Linked DNA regions of Mus musculus: region 2 is linked to region 1. The links are chromatin contacts, called in public Hi-C maps. All regions are on one chromosome and are shown on one strand. The core of a region is the stretch at or near the end of the contact, and the rest is flanking DNA. Distances in the headings are between cores, read along the strand shown. Region 1 has its middle 63 kb from the start of Gm13816. Region 2 has its middle 6.2 kb from the start of Gm39880.

Region 1 (4,257 bases), core at 1,481-3,980:
AAAGGGGAAGTGCCTTTCAGCAGAAGGAATGGGGCAGAGGAAATGCACCTCAGTAGGAGGGATGGGGCAGCGGAAATTTTTCCTTTGGCGACTACATGGGGAAGCAGGAACTTGGTGGTATCAGGGTACATCTTGAGGTCAGGACATCCGGCGCTGACTTTCTTGGAGCCGTGCGTCAGGTGGCCCACTTTTGACCCCCTTTTCTTCTCGGGGGGAGAGGCCCAATTCAGAGATCAGGACAATAGTGCTGCCTTCATAGCTCCCAACAGGCCACCAGAGATCGCTCTCAAAGGGGCACAGGTAAGGGACAGTCACCTATGGCCCAGAGGCATGGGGCAGAGAAATGAAGCAAGGAAAAGGGGAAGGGAAGACAGACAGAAGGAAGATGTTCTATAGAACATCCTGGCACAGAGCTGATGTTTCTCTTTCAATTAATTATCCTTTTACAGCAGCTTGGACCTGGGAGCCCAAAAAAGATACTCATTTTCATTAAATTTAGCCCCAACCACTCTTGGAGACAAGATTCTGGCCTGTGTGAGCAGAGTGGACTAAAGGCCAGGAAGAAGCAGCAGGGGCATGACTGCCAGGGACACCAAAGAGCAGTGATATGCCCCCAGCCAGCCCTTCTGATCTGAAGGCCCTGACCATACACAGGCTGATAGGCCAAGGGGTGTGTTAGAGACTTAGCCCCTCTCCCTGTGCTTTGACAGGGGAGCAGAGAGTAATGGTAAATTAATGCTGACTTACTTGTGCTCACCTGTATTTCTCCACTCTTATACAGTTCAAGACCTCTCTGCCTAGGGAATGGTGCTGCCCACAGTGGGCTGATCTTCCTTCTTCCTACATCAATTAACTTAAGTAGGACAGTCCCCGACAGACGTTCTCACAAGCCAACCTGATGGAGACAATCTCTCATTGAGATACCTACCACACTCCAGTTATTCTATATCCCCTCAAATTACCATTGAAGCCAACCATCACAGCAGGCTGTCAGGAGACAACAGGAAGCCATATCTTCTTCAAGATTAGAAGGACTGATAAGGAGGACCCCTAGTCCAGTGCTTCATCCTCTTTCCAATATGGATTCTCCAAAAGAGCAGGTGTGAGTGTGAGTGTGTGTGTGTGTGTGTGTGTGTGTGTGTGTGTGTGTGTGTGTGTGTATACACGTGGGGAATATAGGGGGTGGGGGGGCTAAGTGTCCTCAGTGCTTTCTTTCTAGACATGACCCTCAATCTTCTGTCTCACCATGCCCATGCCTGTCCTTGGGACTAATCTATTGGAAATAGTCTATCAATAATTCATGCTAAAGTGAGTGGTTAATAAGGTGACAATCAATGGTGACTAGTATAATAAAAATGTACTTATACTTACTATTGTGGTTTGTTTGTTTTGCTGAGTTTTGTTGCATCCTATTTTCTTTGAAATACCATCTTCCTATGTACTCCTGGCCTCAAACTTGCTGTGTGATCCTGGGAGCTAGCTTTCAAGCTCTCAGCCACAACCCTATGCAGTGCACTCTCCACAGGTAGCTGGAAATTGAAACTTATTCCTGGGAAGATCTGTAGGCAGATCAGGGCCCCTGATTCAGGCAAAATATACACTGGGTCTGTGTCAGATGGGTCCTCAGGCCACTCCTCGTAGTCATTCAGCCATAGTCCCTGATGCTATACTGAAGCACCTGCTGTTTGCAAGGCTTGCAGCTGGCTTAGGCTGAGCAAACCTCACAATTTCTGTTTGAACCAAGGCAGTTTTTGATTCTGTCTTTACTGCTGGGATCCCCTAGTCATCCCCCCTGACAAGCACCATCCCGCCATCTCTAGTTTTACAAGGCCCCTTAGTATGGGCTGTATCCTGAATTCCCTAACAGACACCAGGGCTACAGGCACCCAGGAGTCACTGGCCTTTCTGAGAATTCAGGAGAAGCAGCAGCTGGCTGCCCACTCACCCAAAGCTCTTCTTATCTACTCTCTCCTGCTCGATGCCTAGCAGCCCTGCCAGGTCTTATCCAGCCCAGAAAGCTGTGGTCTGGGGAGCTCTACTAAATGGAGACTCCCTGAGTTCTTGACACTGCCCAGCCCTGGCTTTCTGCTATCTCTGGATGGGGCCAGCACCAGCATCACTTCTTCAAGGGTTGGAGAACAAAAACACCTCTCAGATAGCTTTTGGGTGGATCCCATTCATGGCTGGAGACAGGATGCTCTGAAATCAGCCTCCAGGGATTTAGGGCAGGCCAACATGAAGTGTAAGTTACCTAAGATCTGACCTACATTGGGCCCTTTGTACTCCAAACCCTGACCCTCACCTGTCCTTGGCTTACTAGTAGGGAGGTGCTTAGGTGGCAAGGAGAGAAAATGTTTCTGAAAATTGAAGCCCAGGGTGGAGAAGGGATGGACAGAGAAAGCTGAGAAGGGTGGAATCTTCCTCATGACAGAAGGGCAAGGATGGCTGAGCTCCTCCCACCCTGGGGAATGAGTCACAGTTGGCCAAACCAATCAAAGGAATTCAACGGACTACAGCTGGGGTGGGAAAGGCCTGGGGTGCCCTGAACAGCAAGACAAGGGCAGAGCCCTGGAGTGGTAAGGGCAGCATCTAGGAGAGGTCAGAGAGGTTTCTCACTTGTAAAACTAGCAAACAACTAGGCTGTGACATTTTGGAACAGCGGTGATCACTTTGTGACTATCCATGACGTCAGATAGAGAAAAGAGAAAGAGCCATGTGCTTGAGGGATGCTTGAGTCACAGAATTAAGTAACTGCTTTGGAATGTCTTATCTCTGGCACAACCCAGTTCTTGTTTATGCCTCTGGATGTCAGTCACTTGCTGCCTAAGGCATCTCGTCTTCCTCTCATTGGCTTGAGCTGACGAGGGTGCCCAAATTAGAAATGGCAATGGACCAGACATACAAGGAAATTAAGCAAGTAGGACAACCCCACCACAGTCCTTACCCCTCAAGATCCTAGAACCAGGAATGACTGACAAGCAAACTTCCCCTGGCCAGATAGGCCAGAGAAAACAGTGCTCTTGTCTAGTGATCTAGAAGGTTCTGATTACCACCCTCGAATCCTCAGGAACTTAAGGCTTAGCAACCAACCCACTGTGGTGTTCCCAGCCATGGGGAAGAGTTCTGCCCTGCATACACTGGATGAAACAACACCATTTAGAGCTCCCCATCTTCCCTCTAGAGAAACTTCCTGAAATCTAGGTATGGACTAGAAGTCCCAGAGATCCTGAGAACTTGTGACTTCAGTTGGGGACAAGAGTGGATAGCATAAGACTCACTCAAAAACAAAAATAAAACAGAATGTAGATTCTGACTCAATCCACTCTCGAGATGGATTGAGCCCTGACCTTTTCTCTAATTGGCAAGTAACCTCGAGCTTTTGTGGACCCCTGAGGGTCTTAGGCTCAAAGAGGATCAACAGATCCTGCTTCTGGGTAACCATGACAGGCATAGAAGATTCTAGATTTCAATGTGGTTTGTACTTGCAGCCCAGGAGATGAACCAACTCTGTCCTTACCTCATTGGCTGGTCCCAGGATGCTAGGGCATCCTCCTTCTATCCTTAGGATGGCTCCCAGATGATGTCCCTATGGATCCCAGCTTCTGCTCAGGCTGCTTGGCTCACATTCCCAGGCCTTTCCCCACTGAACAACAGCCTAACTTCTTGCCATCTGTCAGGAGATTCGCAGTTGACCTTCACTTCTCTGAGCCTCGGTCTCATCTGGACCAGGATCTGCCCATCACTTGCTTGCTCACAGTCAAAAGGACTACAGTGTTCCTGGGCAGACATAAGGTACAGGCAGAGGGAAGGCAGTTTCAACTCAAAAAGAGTGCCAGTCAACTCCTTCTCATGTCCCTTCCTGAGAGCACCCCCCAGCTCAGTGCCTCCCCAGGTCACACCGCGTCATTACCCTGAGCATGGCCTCCAGCTGACACTGTTTCCAAGACCGCTATTGGTGAGGAAGTTGAGCTACCCATGCATAGCCACAGGGCTATAGCCAGCAAGGAGACCAGCACCCAAGGCTTCTTGGTCCCATCCTTGGCTCTTTCTGCAGCAGTCTCCCATCTCTACCTTCTCCTCAAATTCACCAGGCTAGCCCAGTTCTCACCTCACCAAACAGCCTGTTGATATGGATGTATAGGCGTCTGTGCTGGACCAGGTCTAGAGTCCGTTTCTCTCCCTGCTCTGACCTTTCCCATCTTTGCTTCTGCAGGAGGCCCCACAGGGACTTTTGCCCAGGCTTCCTAACTCAGCTCC
Region 2 (3,783 bases), core at 1,089-3,588, 94 kb before region 1:
TAAAATAACTACCTCCAGCCCCCAAAACTATCTCCAGCCCCAAAGCCCAGGGAACTTGGACAATGACTCTTCATAACTTCTTCAAGCTGAATACGGGCATTGAGATATCTTTGAAGGAGGGGGAAGGGTAGGGAAAATAGTCACTGACTCCAAGTAGAGAGAGCAGTGATACTTGCCTGCTATGAACAGGTATTAATTAATAGGTTGGATACATCTATTAATTATATATATGCATGTATCAGCTGCCCAGTGTGGCTATAGAGAAGGGTGAATTATTATCTGCTTGTTTGTGGTTCATGCAGGTACAGCGTGTGTTAAATGCTCACATGACAGCTTTCTAGCATTTATAGCATCCATTGCTCATTGACCACTTAGCACTTGCACCCAATCACTTGCCAAACTCCTGGAAAATCCCAAAGGACCCAGGAATAGCTTGACCATCAGCACCGCTACATTATCCATAATCTGCCAGTAGCCATTCATCTGCCAGAGCCAGGGTCATGGATCTGAGACTGGGAAGAACCAGACATCTCCTGTCTGTTCCGTGCCGTCTATGATTTAAAATGACAATGCTATGGACAGCATTAAAGGAATTCGAGGGAGTTCTAAGATCAGGTGACTGATCCAGGCTCTCAGAGCCAGTGAGAAGAGGGGAGGATATGAACTCAAGCCCACTCTGCATCCAGAAGACTCAGCTGCAGGGAGTGTTTCTCTAGGCCCAGGGGGCTGAGTCAGGCTTCCTGCCTGCCAGTTTCATTTTATATGTGTAAGGACCGATGACTCTGGTGGAGGCACACCTTTCCTGCAGGGTTCTCATGCATCTAGGATGCAGTGGAACCATGACAGCCTTGGGACATTAGACTCAGGGCAGCCGCTGTGTGCTATTGTATGCCATAGCACAGGGGCAGAAGCCAGTCACCTCTAGGGATTAAAAAAGGGAGGTGCTGAAAGAGTGAAGGGCTCCTGGGTTCTGGGAAAGCCCAGCAAGTGTTCATACACTCACAGTCATTCACCAAGCACATGCAGGCCCCACGCAGTGTGCTGAGCACTGAGCACTGAGCACTGAGCACTGAGCACTGACATAAATGAGTGAATAAAGCCCTCTCCCCCTGTGCTAGAACTTCCACTTTTCTAGACACACAGATGTGTAGTAGGTCAGTCAGTTGTCAGCGTGCTCAACTAGGACATGACAGGGAGCAGGGGGAGGTGAAAGGCTGCTCAGTTTTCTTCTGAATGTGGGCTGAAGCAACCTAGGGAAGACCATAACAGGTTGAGCATTAGAGACCAAGCTGGTGTTCACCAAACAGGCAAGAGGGAACAACCAAAGGAGATGGGGACCAGAACTAAGACTCAGCACCGGCCTTCCTGGACCAGGAGGTTCTAAGCAGGCTCTTGCGCTGTTATATCTCATTTCATCTCAAAAGACAGCTGCCTGGGCAGGCCACGTGCTTCTTTTTCCACAATGGATATAAAGGGCCTAAAAGAATTTTCAAGCTCACACAACTGGAGATGCTGAAGATAGGTGCCATTCAGGGCTGCCTCACTACAGACTTTCTGTTCCTCTTCACATGGGACACTGTCAGGAAGGATCCTATCTCTCAGCAAAGACCCCGAGGAAGAAAAGGGTCTTTGTGTTCAGAGAAGAAAGCTGAAATATGGAGGGTCTGCTACTCCAAAGATGGCAGACGTTGGGGCTGGAGAATAGTGTGCTATTGAAATAATGTCCTTAGAAAGTTCTGCGCTCCTGAGGTGGGCTGTTTATCATCAGGATCCACCGATCTATCTCTTTCCCTATGCTCTTGGTGTTAGGATTGACCAGCATTTCCTTCCAGGAGTGGAGTTGATTTCCAGTGTCACGGAAGCCGCCAGAATCCCTGGGCATAGACATGAACCCTGGCTCTCGTCAAAGGGTTAACTGGAAACAGCCATAGGGAAATACCCCCACCCTGGCACCCACATTCACATCAGACACTAACACCAACTCTAGTAAGTCACCAAGCTTTAGGAAGGCTGTCACATAGAAGTCACACACACACACACACACACACACACACACACACACACACACACACATACACACACACTTCAGGGACAATTGCTAGAGGGCAAAAGTTTGACCTCAAAGTTGCTTCCCTGCCCTGTGATTCTGGAATCATCTTCCACGCTGTGGGCATCCAAATGCTAGACCAGCATCCAGTGTTCCAGTGGGCTTCCATCCCAGGAACAGCTGGGGTCTCCTCTGGAAGCCGGAATCAATGGCCTCTCTTCCTTGGCTGACACATTTGCTTCTCTGTCATGCCACCGTCTTTCCTCCTTCCATCCCTGATGGTGGAAGCAGCTGCCAAGATAAATTGGAGCCTCGTTGCCAGAAAACACCAAATGCCTAGTGCTAGTTTCTCTCTGTTGTCTCTGTGACTCATGCTTAAACTGCGATCAAATACAATCTTTCCACCAGTGACCCAGGGCGGCCCGGAAGGGCAGTCTTTCTCTACCTGAGCCCCAGAGACACCACAGCTGCCTGCTATGTGTTATGAAAAAGATCTGTTGTTATGATCTGTGCGGCCCTATTGTGTGCTAGCTGTGTTTTCAGGCTTCCCACAGACAAGCAGGATTGTGGATGGGATCACACTTCAGGAGGAGACTTCTGCATGATGTGTTAGCGGGTAGCCAGGCTGAACTCTGAATTACATGATGGCTCCCATTTAAGAAAAGAATGTTACCACCAGAAATGCAGGCAGAAATTCATCAGCTAGGAGCCAGTAGCCAGAATGGATTAGCCACTGAAAAACATTTCTCCCCTCTTATGCTGCCCTGCTTTGGCAGAGAGTTTGTGAGCAGGCCTCCTGACCCACCAGCCCTCTTAGAATCAGCTTCTCTTATACAAGCCTATCCTTTTCCAGACCTATATGTCATTGTCACAGCCAACAGCAGAAAGAATTCTGGATATGTATCTCACACCTAGTAAGCCCAAGCAGAAAATTCTGGCTCCCCCAGATCTGGGAAGTGCCTCTTAGATCTCTCTTAACCACCATCACCAGGCTCCGGAGCACCAGTTTGTCCCAGATGGAGTCACTCAACAGACAGACCACACTGGGAAGCATCAGGAACGAGGTGGGCACATCAATAAAGCACTCGTTATAATTCCCGATGCAATGGTGGGGAGAGTCAGAACGTGGGACTCTGCTTGATTTGTCTATCTGCTTTCACCAATCACTTCTGATAGCCAGGTTAGATTATTAAGGTGAAGGAGGGACACCATTGGTTAAAGGATCATGAAGACACTGGTCTAGCTCCTCTAGATGCTCCCCCTAGACAGGTTTCTGTGCTCCTAAGAGACATGCTCATTATGCCCCACCCAAAAGGTAGAAGCATCTCCTGGTAAGCAGTGATTCTGACTTGGAAACCTCCTCTTGGTGATTCTGGGTGACAGAGTGGCACCCTGAGACATGTGCATGGCCCTGATGATACTTCCGGCAGGATCAGATCTCAATTAGCTGATTCAAGGACCACTATGGGTCCAGCTATCCTGGTCTGCTGAGGGTAAGAGGTTACCCCAGGAGATGAGACTTCCACACTAAAATTTAGACCATTCCCTGGGAAAACCAAGGTTCATCAACAGTGTAGATGTCCACTCAATACTGGGCTTGGATCCTGAATGACCCCCAAAGGCTTAGTCTCTAGGATGGCACTGCTGGGAAGTGGCTAGGTCCCAGTAGGAGGTATTTAGGTCATTGCAAGTATGGCCTGGAAAGGGATGGTAGACCTTGTCTCTTTGCTTCCCGG

The links. Hi-C and Micro-C count contacts between places; a contact is called where the count stands out from the background.
Region 2: a Hi-C map of pancreatic cancer cells shows a contact between it and region 1, with 2.1 times the contacts expected there. The contact joins two enhancer-like sites. A contact is called at or near these places in 3 of 484 Hi-C or Micro-C datasets (cerebral cortex, nephron progenitors and pancreatic cancer cells), 2 of 115 datasets of contacts at active chromatin or transcription factors (embryonic stem cells and epiblast stem cells) and 1 of 9 other capture datasets (embryonic stem cells).

The regions. Positions count from the first base shown.
Region 1 is chr2:92,676,959-92,681,215 of GRCm38.p6, reverse strand. No RefSeq gene overlaps it. Among named protein-coding and RNA genes, the nearest start is that of Gm13816, 63 kb to the left of the region's middle. Within about 2 kb of position 2,730, at least 35 of the 459 cell types and tissues checked have an H3K27ac peak or open chromatin away from gene starts, as enhancers often do. A contact at or near this core is called in pancreatic cancer cells, where this site is marked.
Region 2 is chr2:92,771,361-92,775,143 of GRCm38.p6, reverse strand. No RefSeq gene overlaps it. Among named protein-coding and RNA genes, the nearest start is that of Gm39880, 6.2 kb to the left of the region's middle. Within about 2 kb of position 2,338, at least 50 of the 459 cell types and tissues checked have an H3K27ac peak or open chromatin away from gene starts, as enhancers often do. A contact at or near this core is called in pancreatic cancer cells, where this site is marked.